Linked DNA regions of Capra hircus: region 1 is linked to region 2. The links are chromatin contacts, called in public Hi-C maps. All regions are on one chromosome and are shown on one strand. The core of a region is the stretch at or near the end of the contact, and the rest is flanking DNA. Distances in the headings are between cores, read along the strand shown.

Evidence for each region. Hi-C and Micro-C count contacts between places; a contact is called where the count stands out from the background.
Region 1: a Hi-C map of blood shows a contact between it and region 2, with 4 times the contacts expected there. The contact joins two enhancer-like sites. A contact is called at or near these places in 2 of 5 Hi-C or Micro-C datasets (both in blood).

Annotation. Positions count from the first base shown.
Region 1 is chr14:37,840,805-37,846,051 of ARS1.2, reverse strand. The region is part of intron 3 of PAG1 (phosphoprotein associated with glycosphingolipid-enriched microdomains 1); the gene reads right to left. Among named protein-coding and RNA genes, the nearest start is that of PAG1, 120 kb to the right of the region's middle. Within about 2 kb of position 1,816, at least 1 of the 5 cell types and tissues checked has an H3K27ac peak or open chromatin away from gene starts, as enhancers often do.
Region 2 is chr14:37,731,365-37,737,271 of ARS1.2, reverse strand. All of the region lies in intron 1 of PAG1 (phosphoprotein associated with glycosphingolipid-enriched microdomains 1), which reads right to left. Among named protein-coding and RNA genes, the nearest start is that of PAG1, 11 kb to the right of the region's middle. Within about 2 kb of position 2,136, at least 1 of the 5 cell types and tissues checked has an H3K27ac peak or open chromatin away from gene starts, as enhancers often do.

The DNA of each region.
Region 1 (5,247 bases), core at 567-3,066, 110 kb before region 2:
GAGGTAGGGGAGGTGACTGTACGAGAATAGAAACCCCTGTGGAGATCCTGTTCTTACAAAGTGACTAAACATGGAAACTGTCACGTTCTTTGGACGAGGTCCCTGTTCATTAAAAAGGCTGTTAATATCATGACAGCCAAACACACTTCGAACCAGATACAACAGGCAACATGGAGTATTTCAGAAAATGCGGTAAGAAGATTTAAGATGTCACACACAACACACACATCCACACACAACGGACTATTACTCAGCTGCAAACAAGAATGAAATAATGCCATTTGTGGCAACATGGATGGACCTAGGTATTATCATCAGGCTAAGTGAATTAACTCAGAGAAGGACAAATACATGCTATCGCTTACATGTGGAATCTAAAAAATAATACAAACGAACCTGTATACAGAGTAGAATCAGACTCACAGAGAAAACAAACTTACAGTTACCAACATGGAAAGCAGGGGTTGAGGGGGGATAAATTAGGAGCTTGGGATTAACAAAGATATACCGCTAAGTGTAAAATAGATTAGCAACAAAGATTTACTGCATGGCACAGAGAAGTAGAAAACAATCTGAAAAAAACCCACATATAGCTGAATCACTTTGCTGTACATCTGAAACTAATACAATATTGCATATTGACTATATTTCAATTGAAAAATCTTGTTTCAAAATAAAAGGCAATGCGGGGTAAACTGCAGGGTCCTGAGTAGAGACATGACAAGTATATCTCACTCGTGAGCACGAGAATGTTTTCTCAACTTTGATGGCTGAGTGTTCTGACTAGGGCCCTACTGAACAACTAGCCTTGACTGGTATCAGAGGGCGTGGCCTCCAGGCCTCCATCTATCAGCCCCACTGGTCTCACGTGGCTTCCTTCTCAGGCCACGTGAGAGCATCAACCATTGTACAGATTCCCCCCCAGGACTCCTCGGTCCCGCTCACAACACCTGGGACACGTGTTACACTGCTGATGCCCGGGCCTGACCCTCAGATATTCTGGCAGATATTCAAGGCCCAGGGGCTTCCCTGGTGGCTCAGAGGGTAAAGTGTCTGCCTACAATGCAGGAGACCTGGGTTTGATCCCTGGGTTGGGAAGATCCCCTGGAGAAGGAAATGGCAACCCATTCCAATACTCTTGCCTGAAAAATCGCATAGACAGAGAAGCCTGGTAGGCTACAGTCCATGGGGTTGCAAAGAGTCGAACACGACTGAGCAACTTCACTTTATTATTCAAGGCCCAAGAATTTGTATTTTTAACGTGTGTCCTAAGTGATCCTGAAGTAAGCAGTTCACTGAAAACCCTGGGCTCAGAATTTGTTACAAGCCCGAAGGGAATCCCAGTGAGGTGGGAGTTACTTTTCAAGTCTTTAGACATTCAGAATTACTCAAAACTAACATAACATTGGAAAAGACCCTGATGCTGGGAGGGATTGGGGGCAGGAGGAGAAGGGGAAGACAGAAGATGAGACGGCTGGATGGCATCACCGACTCGATGGACATGAGCCTGAGTGAATTCTGGGAGCTGGTGATGGACAGGGAGGCCTGGCATGCTGCGATTCATGGGGTTGCAAAGAGTCAGACACGACTGAGTGACTGAACTGAACTGAACTGAACATAGCATTTGGCCAGGGGAATCACTGTAGATGGAATTAGGAAAGAGTGAGAGGAACATCTGTATGAATATGGCTTCTACAAGCTGTATCGTTTTCATTGGCTCATCCTAGGAAAGGAAAAATCTATTCCTGTGTTGGAGTCCCAGCGGGCAGGGGTAGTGGAATTCTGCAATCCACTGGGAGCCCTGTGCAGGGCATTTTCCTCCTTACAATGCCACGTAGCTAATGTGATTATAAGACCTAATGAACTGAGACTAATGCAATTTTGAAAATCTTCATAGCTAATGAAAATCACATCTTCTCCCTTAAGATTCCCCCCTCTTTTTTTTCCTGTTTGTAAATCATGAATGAAATGAAGTCATGGGTTAAGGCTGTGTTTAGGATAAGTCTTTTATAATTTGTACTTTGACATTTTAAATGTCACAGTGGTCTCCAAGTGGAAGGGTTACATTTGAAATTTACATTAGATGCCAATAAAATATAAACTTTTTGGAGAGACCTAGAATATGGATTTATAACACTGATATTTAAAAGAGAGTTGTTTTTCCTGCTAGTTCAAAGAATTTTGTATGTCATGGTGTCAATGTGTCACTCTGCCTCAATTTTCATTTTTTTTTTCTTCTTGAAATTAGAGAGCAATAAAATGAGAGCTAATATCAGGGTATGGCTTTGACCTCACCCCACTGCTCTGTCCTATGTTTTTACCCTTTTTGGGGAAGGAACATTTCAAAGGCATAAAATTGAGAAGCAGAGGAGTGGCCTAAGGTGAAATGGAAGATTGGGAGAGGTACACCTTACACACTGTGGTAAATTCAGGAAAAGGTCCCAGCCACCTCTACCTAACTGACCAAGTTACTCAATTTTAACTGTTATTTGTTAATAAAAGAAACACGATATTTATGGAGTATGCGTGCATGATAAGTCGCTTCAGTTGTGTCCAACTCTTTGCGACCCTATGGACTGCAGTCCACCAAGCTCCTCTGTCCACAGGGTTTCTCCAGGTAATACTGGAATGGGTTGCCATGCCCTCCTCTGGGGCATCTTCCCGACCCAGGAATCAAACCCATGTCTCTCATGTCTTCTGCATTAGCAGGCAGGTTCTTCACCACTACTGCCACCTGGGAAGCCCAGGTAAAACTATTCAGAACTTAAAAAATGGAATGTGGGAACTCAAAGAAACGTCGCACCTGGAGTCGAAAATTTGCATTTACTCTTCTCCACCACTGAGACTGTGAGCAGCTCTGATTGTACTAACAGCACAGACCTCTGGAGATGTCTCCCCAGAGATGTGGAGTGTGCACTGCGTAGCCATAATAGCACCTCTGTAGATGCGGACTGTGGAAATAGAACAGTGGACTTTGATCCTGAGAAAGCCACTGTTTATTTCTCATGCTTCTACTATAGGAAAACGTCAAGAAAAATAGAAAATATACTTAGAAAATGGAACAATAAGGTGTGTTTTCTGGACAAGAGGAAAACTCATTTAGAAAAATCGAAGTAGTCACACCTATTTATTGCTATTGGGAAAATAAGTTAGCATTTATCATTTTAGTTCATTAAATTAAAAAAATCTAAGCCAAGTGGCTTCATTCCAGTTCTTTTGGTAAACAGTTATTTCTAATGGTTATGTGATTTCTCAACACTAATTATAAAACAGTACATTATTATACTTTAAATTTAAGAGAGTCTTTTTTACATTATTTTTCTTAAGCTTTTCTCCAAACTCTCTGAAATCCTAATTCATCCAGTTTTTTAATACATTGTCATGTTCCTCATATTACATTAGGAACAAGCAAATTTTAGTGACACCTGGTCCACTGGCAGCCACTGACACATTGTGCTTCATCTTACTGAGAACATGACTGAGAATAATCATATGTGTGATATATATGATAATCATATGTAGAATATATTAATATTTATTAATATATACATATATGTGTGTATATCTAATTATGGTCTTGGTTTGCATTTCTTTCATGACTAGTGATGTCAAGCACTCTCATATACCTGTGGGCATCTCTATGTCTTTGTTGGAGAAATTTCTGTTCAGGCATTTAGTCCATTTTTTAATTGAGCTCTTTTACTACTGAGTTATAGGAGTTCCTGATATACTCTGGAATATAATATAGTGCAATATGAAGTAATATAATATACTATGGAATATAATGTATTCTGGAGCTCCTTTCCAGATATAAAGTTGGTAAATATTTCCTCCCTTTCCACAGGTTGCCTTTTCACCCTGTGGCTCGTTTTCTTTGTCATGCAGAAGATTTTTTTGAGTTTGATGTAATTTCACTTGTCTATTTTTACTTTTGTTGCTCTGCTTTTGGTGTCATATTCAACAGATCATTTCCTAGACCAGTGACATGACTTCTGATAGATTTAGTGTCAGGTCTTACACGCTAAAGATTTCAATCCATTTTGAGTGGATGTGTGGGTATGGTGTAAGATAAGGGTGCAATTTTATTTTTTTGCATGTGGATATCCATTTTCCCCCAGCACTATTTGTTGAAGAGACTATCCTTTTCCTACTGTGCAGTATTGGCAGACTTGTTGGAAATCAATTAACTGTATATGTGCAGGTTAATTTCGGGGATTTCTACTGTGTTTCATTGGTATATATGCCTGTTTTATGTCAGTACCATGCAGTTTTAATTATGTTTGCTTTGTAATGTATTTTGAAATAGGAACCTGAAGCTCATCACAGGATGAATTCATAAAGAAAATCTGTATATGTATACAGTGGAAAATTATTCAGCCTTAAAAACAGAAGGAAGTAAAAAAAGCAGAAAGAAATCAGATTCTTTACCCATATAGATTATTACAAAATAGTAAGGATCTGGAAAAGAATGAATATATGTATAACTGAATCATTCTGCTGTACACCTGAAACTAACACATTGTTTATCAACTATAGTCCAATTAAAAAAAAAAAAAACCAGAAAAAAAAAAAGAACAATTTTGGATGTTCTGCGACACTCACTACCACAAGTCTCTGATTCTGTAGCCAGGATCCAAGATACCAAGGTGTATGCTTCCAGCGCAGTCCCCAACTAGTACAGCTCCCCCTGACTGTGTCATAGTAGCTACCACCGTAAGATCAAGCAGGGCGGGGATAGGCTAAACAATAAAATTCCAGTCTTTCACATTATTATCCAAGTTCTAATTGGATGCCTTTTCCCCTAATTTGTCATTGGATATGGCTTTTAGATGAACTGAAGGCTACCTTCTTGCCAATGCAAACTGGAAGACAAATATCCTCTATCTTGCGGCTGACATTGTCCACTGTCATGGGCTAGCGGGTAGATTGGAAAGCAGCTGAACCCATTGACTAATTAACATCATAAAAGGTGTCTATTATCAAATATTAACAGAGGGAACTGTCATGATTTATCTGTATTTTTCTGTAAAACTATGAATTATATTGTTCTATTGTGTAGTGTATAAAGCTTTGTGTGATAAACTCAGAGATTTCAGTGCTTAGAAGGTTTTTTTTTTTTTTAAATCCTGGTAAGTTAGCTTTCTTTTTCTTATAAAAACTAATATACATATAAAAATCATATTTCCTTTTCTCTGGCTGGAAGCTAAATGCTGTAATTATCCTTCAATTATAGCAATTACCTTAGTC
Region 2 (5,907 bases), core at 887-3,386:
GGTGGAGGAGGGGCTGGGCTAGATGAACATGGCTACAATCCAGGCCTAAAGCAGGGAGGTGAAACCACAGACATAAGAGAATGTGGGTCTGGCTGGCCATAACACATCCATACCTGGCCCTCATCCACTGAAACTGAACAGCTAATCTGGCATTTTGTCAAGTCTGATGGGAAGTTAATGATGTGAAAGAAAGACAAGTATACCCATGGCTAAGCTGTATGAAGCATGTATGTGGCAGAGGAGATGTTGGGGGCGGGGCTGAAGGAGGATGGGACAATTATTTTTGAGTGTAATATCCTGGACAGGTTCACAAACCTTTAGCCACAATTTTAAAATGCAAAATTTTGTGAAAACAGAGTGTCTTTGTTATTTTGCTACTAAATGAATTTGTTCCAAACCCTGACCTGAGCTGACAAGTCTTTTTCTGTCCAACTAAATGAGAATATTCATCTACTTTGCTGTAGAAATGGTTGTGTCTCCCGTATGCCACGGGAGTATTACCTAACCTATAGGATGCAAACTGCATTCCCTTTCTGAAAGCTGGATGGATTCTAAAAGACATTTGGCCCCAGAGTGTCAGGCTAAAGAACTGCTGACCTGCATACAACTCCCCAGACAGGTGAGTTCTCCAGATTTAAGCCTTGTATTATTTTCCCACATCATGCAGGTGTTTACCAGACCTCAGCTTTTCAATGATTTCTACAATATTATTTTAGTGGACACATTTACAGGGAACTAAACAGGACAAAGCTAAGAAACAGGCATACCATGTATGATTTCAGATATGCTGCCTTAAACACATGCGCTCATCTTTTCCTCTGTCACCTTTTTCACTGTCTAAGTCTGGGAGTTCTGACACTGAGCATCCCCAGTCTGGGCCATAGCAGGTGTACTATGCAGGTAGTATGAAAAACATAATGCTGATTTTCAAAAAGAAGCTATCAAACTGTGTTAATTTTTGTAAAAATGTTTAATTCTTTGAAAATTTTATGAAAAAATTAATATTCCGGGGCATCCCTGGTGGTGCAGTGGATAGGAATCCACCTGCCAATGCAGGGGACATGGGTTTGATCCCTGGTCCAGGAAGATCCCAAAAGCCGTGGAGCAATTAAGCCTGTGTGCTACGACTACTGAAGCCTGTATGCCGTAACAAAGACCTGGTGCAACCAAAAGTATCATTAATTAAATAAATTTCAAAAATTAACATTCCAAATAAAATGTCCATAGATATGCCTTTTAGCAAATGGAGACAGAAAGTGAGACAGAGAAGAGAAAAAAGACATAAAGATTAGCTCTTGCCTGGGACTGGCAGTGAGAATGCAGAATGAACACAAAGGGGCACAAGGGATCTTTCTGGGGTGATGGAAAAGCCCTAAAACTAAACTGTGATGGATGTCCCATAACTCTATCAGTTTTCTACAAATCTATGAATTGTACACTTAACATGGGAGAGTTTTATGTCATGTAAATTATACCTCAATGAAGATGTGGAAAAACTAATCCTAAATGTTGGGAGTAATACTGTTTATGTCAACACCTCTTCTTTTGTCCTGATGTTTCAAATTAACACCAGTGCAAACAGGGGAAGAAGGATGCAGTAAATGAGATACATTCCTGATCGTTAAGGGAAAAGGAGAAATTTTGCTCCCAAATGACTAATTTAACATCCAGACAGCAGAGATGAGTTCTTCTAGATATTTCCCCACATTTAGCAAATGAAATTGAAATTATTTCGAGTTTAACATGCCATGTGTGCCTCGCTAATTACAGCATACATCACATCAAACAATAGTATTTTGTTTACCACTCATCCTGCAAAGATGGCGGAAACTCCTGAGGATGATGTCATGGTCTTCCCCACATTTTCAGGACCTAGCAGGTGTTCAATATATGAGTTTATTGACTGGAAGGATCTCTTCATCAGAACCACTGAACACACTTCCATTTGCTTGAACAATATAAAGCAAATTAGAAAGACATTCCCTACTTTGTAGACCAGGGTTTCCCAAGCACAGCACTGTTGACATATTGGCCCCGGTAATTCTTCCCTGTGGAGGAGGGCTGTTTGGTGCACTGTGGGATGTATAACAGCATCCCTGGCTTCTACTCGTTTATTAGATGCCAGCAGTAGCCCTTGCATACCCCTCCCCGCCCCACCGACCCCCACCCTCGCCCAACAGCTATGACAACCGAAATGTCCTCTGGGTGGCAAAGTCACTCTTCCCTGAGAACCACAGCTTTAAACAGAAAGAGTATAATGAAGATCAAATCAAACTGTTGTGTTCACATTTCAGCAGTGCTTTTCATGTTATTACTTCCTAAAGCCAGTGAGAACATCAAAAAGAAAAAGCATATGACTAGCAAATGATAATTCTCTGACCATGGGCCTTGGCATTTTATGGGGAGAAGAAAAGAAGTTCTTTTTAATTTCCTTGTAAGTGTGAAGATGCAAAAGGCTTGTTCTGATCCAAGGCTGACAGTTTTCAGGATACGTGGAGCTGGAAAAATCCCTATGAGAAGGGTCCAAATGTCAAATGGCCTATGGCTGTAAAACAGTATAAAAGCAGCATGCTCTTTGCCAGCACTGGGCTGTTTATTATGAACTGTAGCTAGGGGAACAATTTTGAAAATGCTATTGAATATTTATTAAAAGAAAAGATCTACAATAATGCAGGTCCTGACCAGCTGCTATTAGTAAACCACTCAACCAGTTGGAAAGGTTAAGAACTGTGGTGGCAAAAACCATTAAGTGCAAGTCTGATCCTTTGGCATTTTGTCTTTTCTCAACCACCAGTGCTTAGCAATCCTCTTCCATACACCCTGGCATAAAATCTGAAAAGCTGTTATCCATATTGTATGCTTTAAATGAGTCCCTGAACATTTCAGTTTCGACTCTTACTTTGGAGATATTGGGAATTTCATGCTGATGTTAGATGCTTAAGATGTGTATTTTGGGCAAAATGATTATAATAAAGTACAGCAAAGAAAAAATTATATTACTTGACTGTGTTTTGTTATCAAGATTCATAATACTTTACTGCAAAGCATCATTATTTTTTATTTAGGAAAACAGAGAAATACACTCCTAACCTCAACACTAACAATTTAGGCCCTACTAATGACATCGTTGGTTTCAGCCCCTTCTGGATTTATCAGTCTATCGCATATGAGAAACGGCTATAGCAGACAGTTTAACTGTCAATTCCTAATATCTGAAAAGGAAGCATATCTTTTAAGGTTATGTTTGTAAAAATATTTATATCTCTGCATGTCTATTGGCAAACATGAGTAGGTTTAGGATTCTGAAACATTAAGCATATAATTCCTCAATCTGCTAAGAGAAAGAGCATACACAATATGCAAAAAGCCCTCTATTCAAACAAGCTGTGACTGTATACATAACTATGCTATTCAAATTAGATTACTAATTTAGACATGTTCTATCATGTCAAGTAGACACTAACATAAAAAAAATTCAACAGGAAGAAAAATGAGGTAAGGCAAACTTAATTAGTCTCTTTAGAAAATGAAAACTCCTAGTACATAATATTAAAATACATACTTATGGAAAGATCAGTAGGATTGCAGCTTACTCATCTTGGTGGTGAGTAATAAACACAGTATTGTCAAATCACCTCTACAGGATACTACCTCTGTGCCCTGGATTATCATATTTGCATTTGGATGAAACTGGGACACATGAGGCATGAAATGGCTAAACTAAGTTTCATTTTACCTCGTTTGAATTTTCTCACATATTATCATAAAATGCACTAAAATCACACATAAAATTCAATATTATTTGATATTATTATTTAAATTCTCATATGGCTATATTGTAATTTCTCAACTGCAATGGACTAAGGCTACTATAATACACCACGTGTAATGATAATTACTAGAACTAATATAGTTGCCTAACATTTTTGTAAAACTTAAAAAAATTTATAAGTGTATGGTGATTTTAAAAAATCAGCAGTAATAATAAAGGATCAACCCACCAATGCCACAAATGTATAAGCCCTTTTGGATTCAATTTTTTTCCACTAAAGCTAAAACGTAAAATTGGCACCATGAAGCTTGAAATTGAGATTTAAAGATAAGCACTGGTACCAGCATTTGCTACTTGCTAGAAATTGCTTTTATCTGAAAATTGCTATTTAGCAAGGCCCACAGATATTTTTTATGAAATAAATGTAGCATCATAAACTTTGCAAACAGCTGTAAGATTCCATGAACATTTCATGATTCTAAACATTTCTATATACTAATAGTTAATATCTGCCTTAACAGTAGCAAAATTAGGTAAATTTCTGAATATCTGAAGCTAAAATACAAGTTGTAAAACTAAAATAGGCCCTTTCGATTTATCCTGCATAATTTTACACTGCTTAAGAAAAAGACAAATGCTTTAATGCCTTGGCATTAAAAGGGGAACATGATAGCTGCTTTGGCAAGATAAAGCAAGCTACATCACTTAATGTATTTGGAGAATTCAGGAATGATATTATAAAAGGAAAACCAATAGTTTAAACTTAATTTGACTGAATTATATCACACACACACACACACACTTTTCACCTACAAAGGCCATTTTAACAATTGAAAAACAAATTTCCATTATACCAGACAGCAAGTTTAACTACAACAGTTTTACAGTTTAAAATGTTGAATGCTTTTCTTTTTAAACTTAGTTGCTTTTTAAGATAATGAAAGAAAAAGATGTTTGTCTCTAAAAAAAGCTTTCGCCCAGTTGGATTTGATTGCATACATTTGCATAAAGAATCTGTGGTCCATCAAATATAAAGACTGCAATCAATATAGCTTCCACTATTGGTGCTTTGAGCAGACTAATGGAAAAAAAAAACCTCTTAAAATTTTTTTAAAGTAGCTACCCCCTAATTTTTCTTTAGTAGCTAGTCATGAAGACACAAGCAACATAATGGAGTGGCAAGAAGCCAAAATTTGAAGTCAGAATGCCTTATTTGGGGTCCTAGGAGCTCTACCATTTATTACTTGTTATCTCCCCACAGTCACCTCAGTTCCCTCATCTCTGCAATGGGAATAATTCCACTTTTAGGTCAAAATGAAAGGAGCAAGGACTGATATGCATGATATTAACTAAAACACATGGTAATTATTTTCATCATCCCCTCAATACTCCAGCTTGTCTATGACTTAATGTTGCCTGTTTCTTACAAGGCAAGTGAAAATTACAGGAAACTGTACCTACTATAGGAGAAGGCAATGGCACCCACTCCAGTACTCTTGCCTGGAAAATCCCATGGACGGAGGAGCCTGGTGGGCTACAGTCTATGGGGTCGCTGGGAGTAGGACACGACTGAGTGACTTCACTTTCACTTTTCACTTTCATGCATTGGAGAAGGAAATGGCAACACACTCCAGTGTTCTTGCCTGGAGAATCCCAGAGACGGGGGAGCCTGGTGGGCTGCTGTCTATGGGGTCGCACAGAGTCGGACACAACTAAAGCGACTTAGCAGCAGTACCTAATATATATCAAATAATCCAGTGAGCCAAAAGGCTCATTAATAACTCTAACGAGATTGGTTCAAAGGTCCAACCCTCCAAAGATGCTGTAGCCATGAGAAAAACTTATTTTTGTAAACTATCAAATGATGGGTCATCATCACTGTCCCTTTCGGCGTGCTTATCCATGGGCATGACGAGACGTGCCTATTATGAGAACCAAGAATTTTATGTGCCGAGAAAGTAATTCTTTCATTCTTCCCACTTTCCCAAGTGCCCATGTCCTGCTGTTAATGAAGGAGAAAAATGGATGAAAAGGGAAAACAAGAAATGACAATTCTATGCTATAAGCAGCTTAAGATCGAAGATCGTGCTTTATTCATGATTTTATTTCTTATTTCTTTCCTTTACCCCACTCCC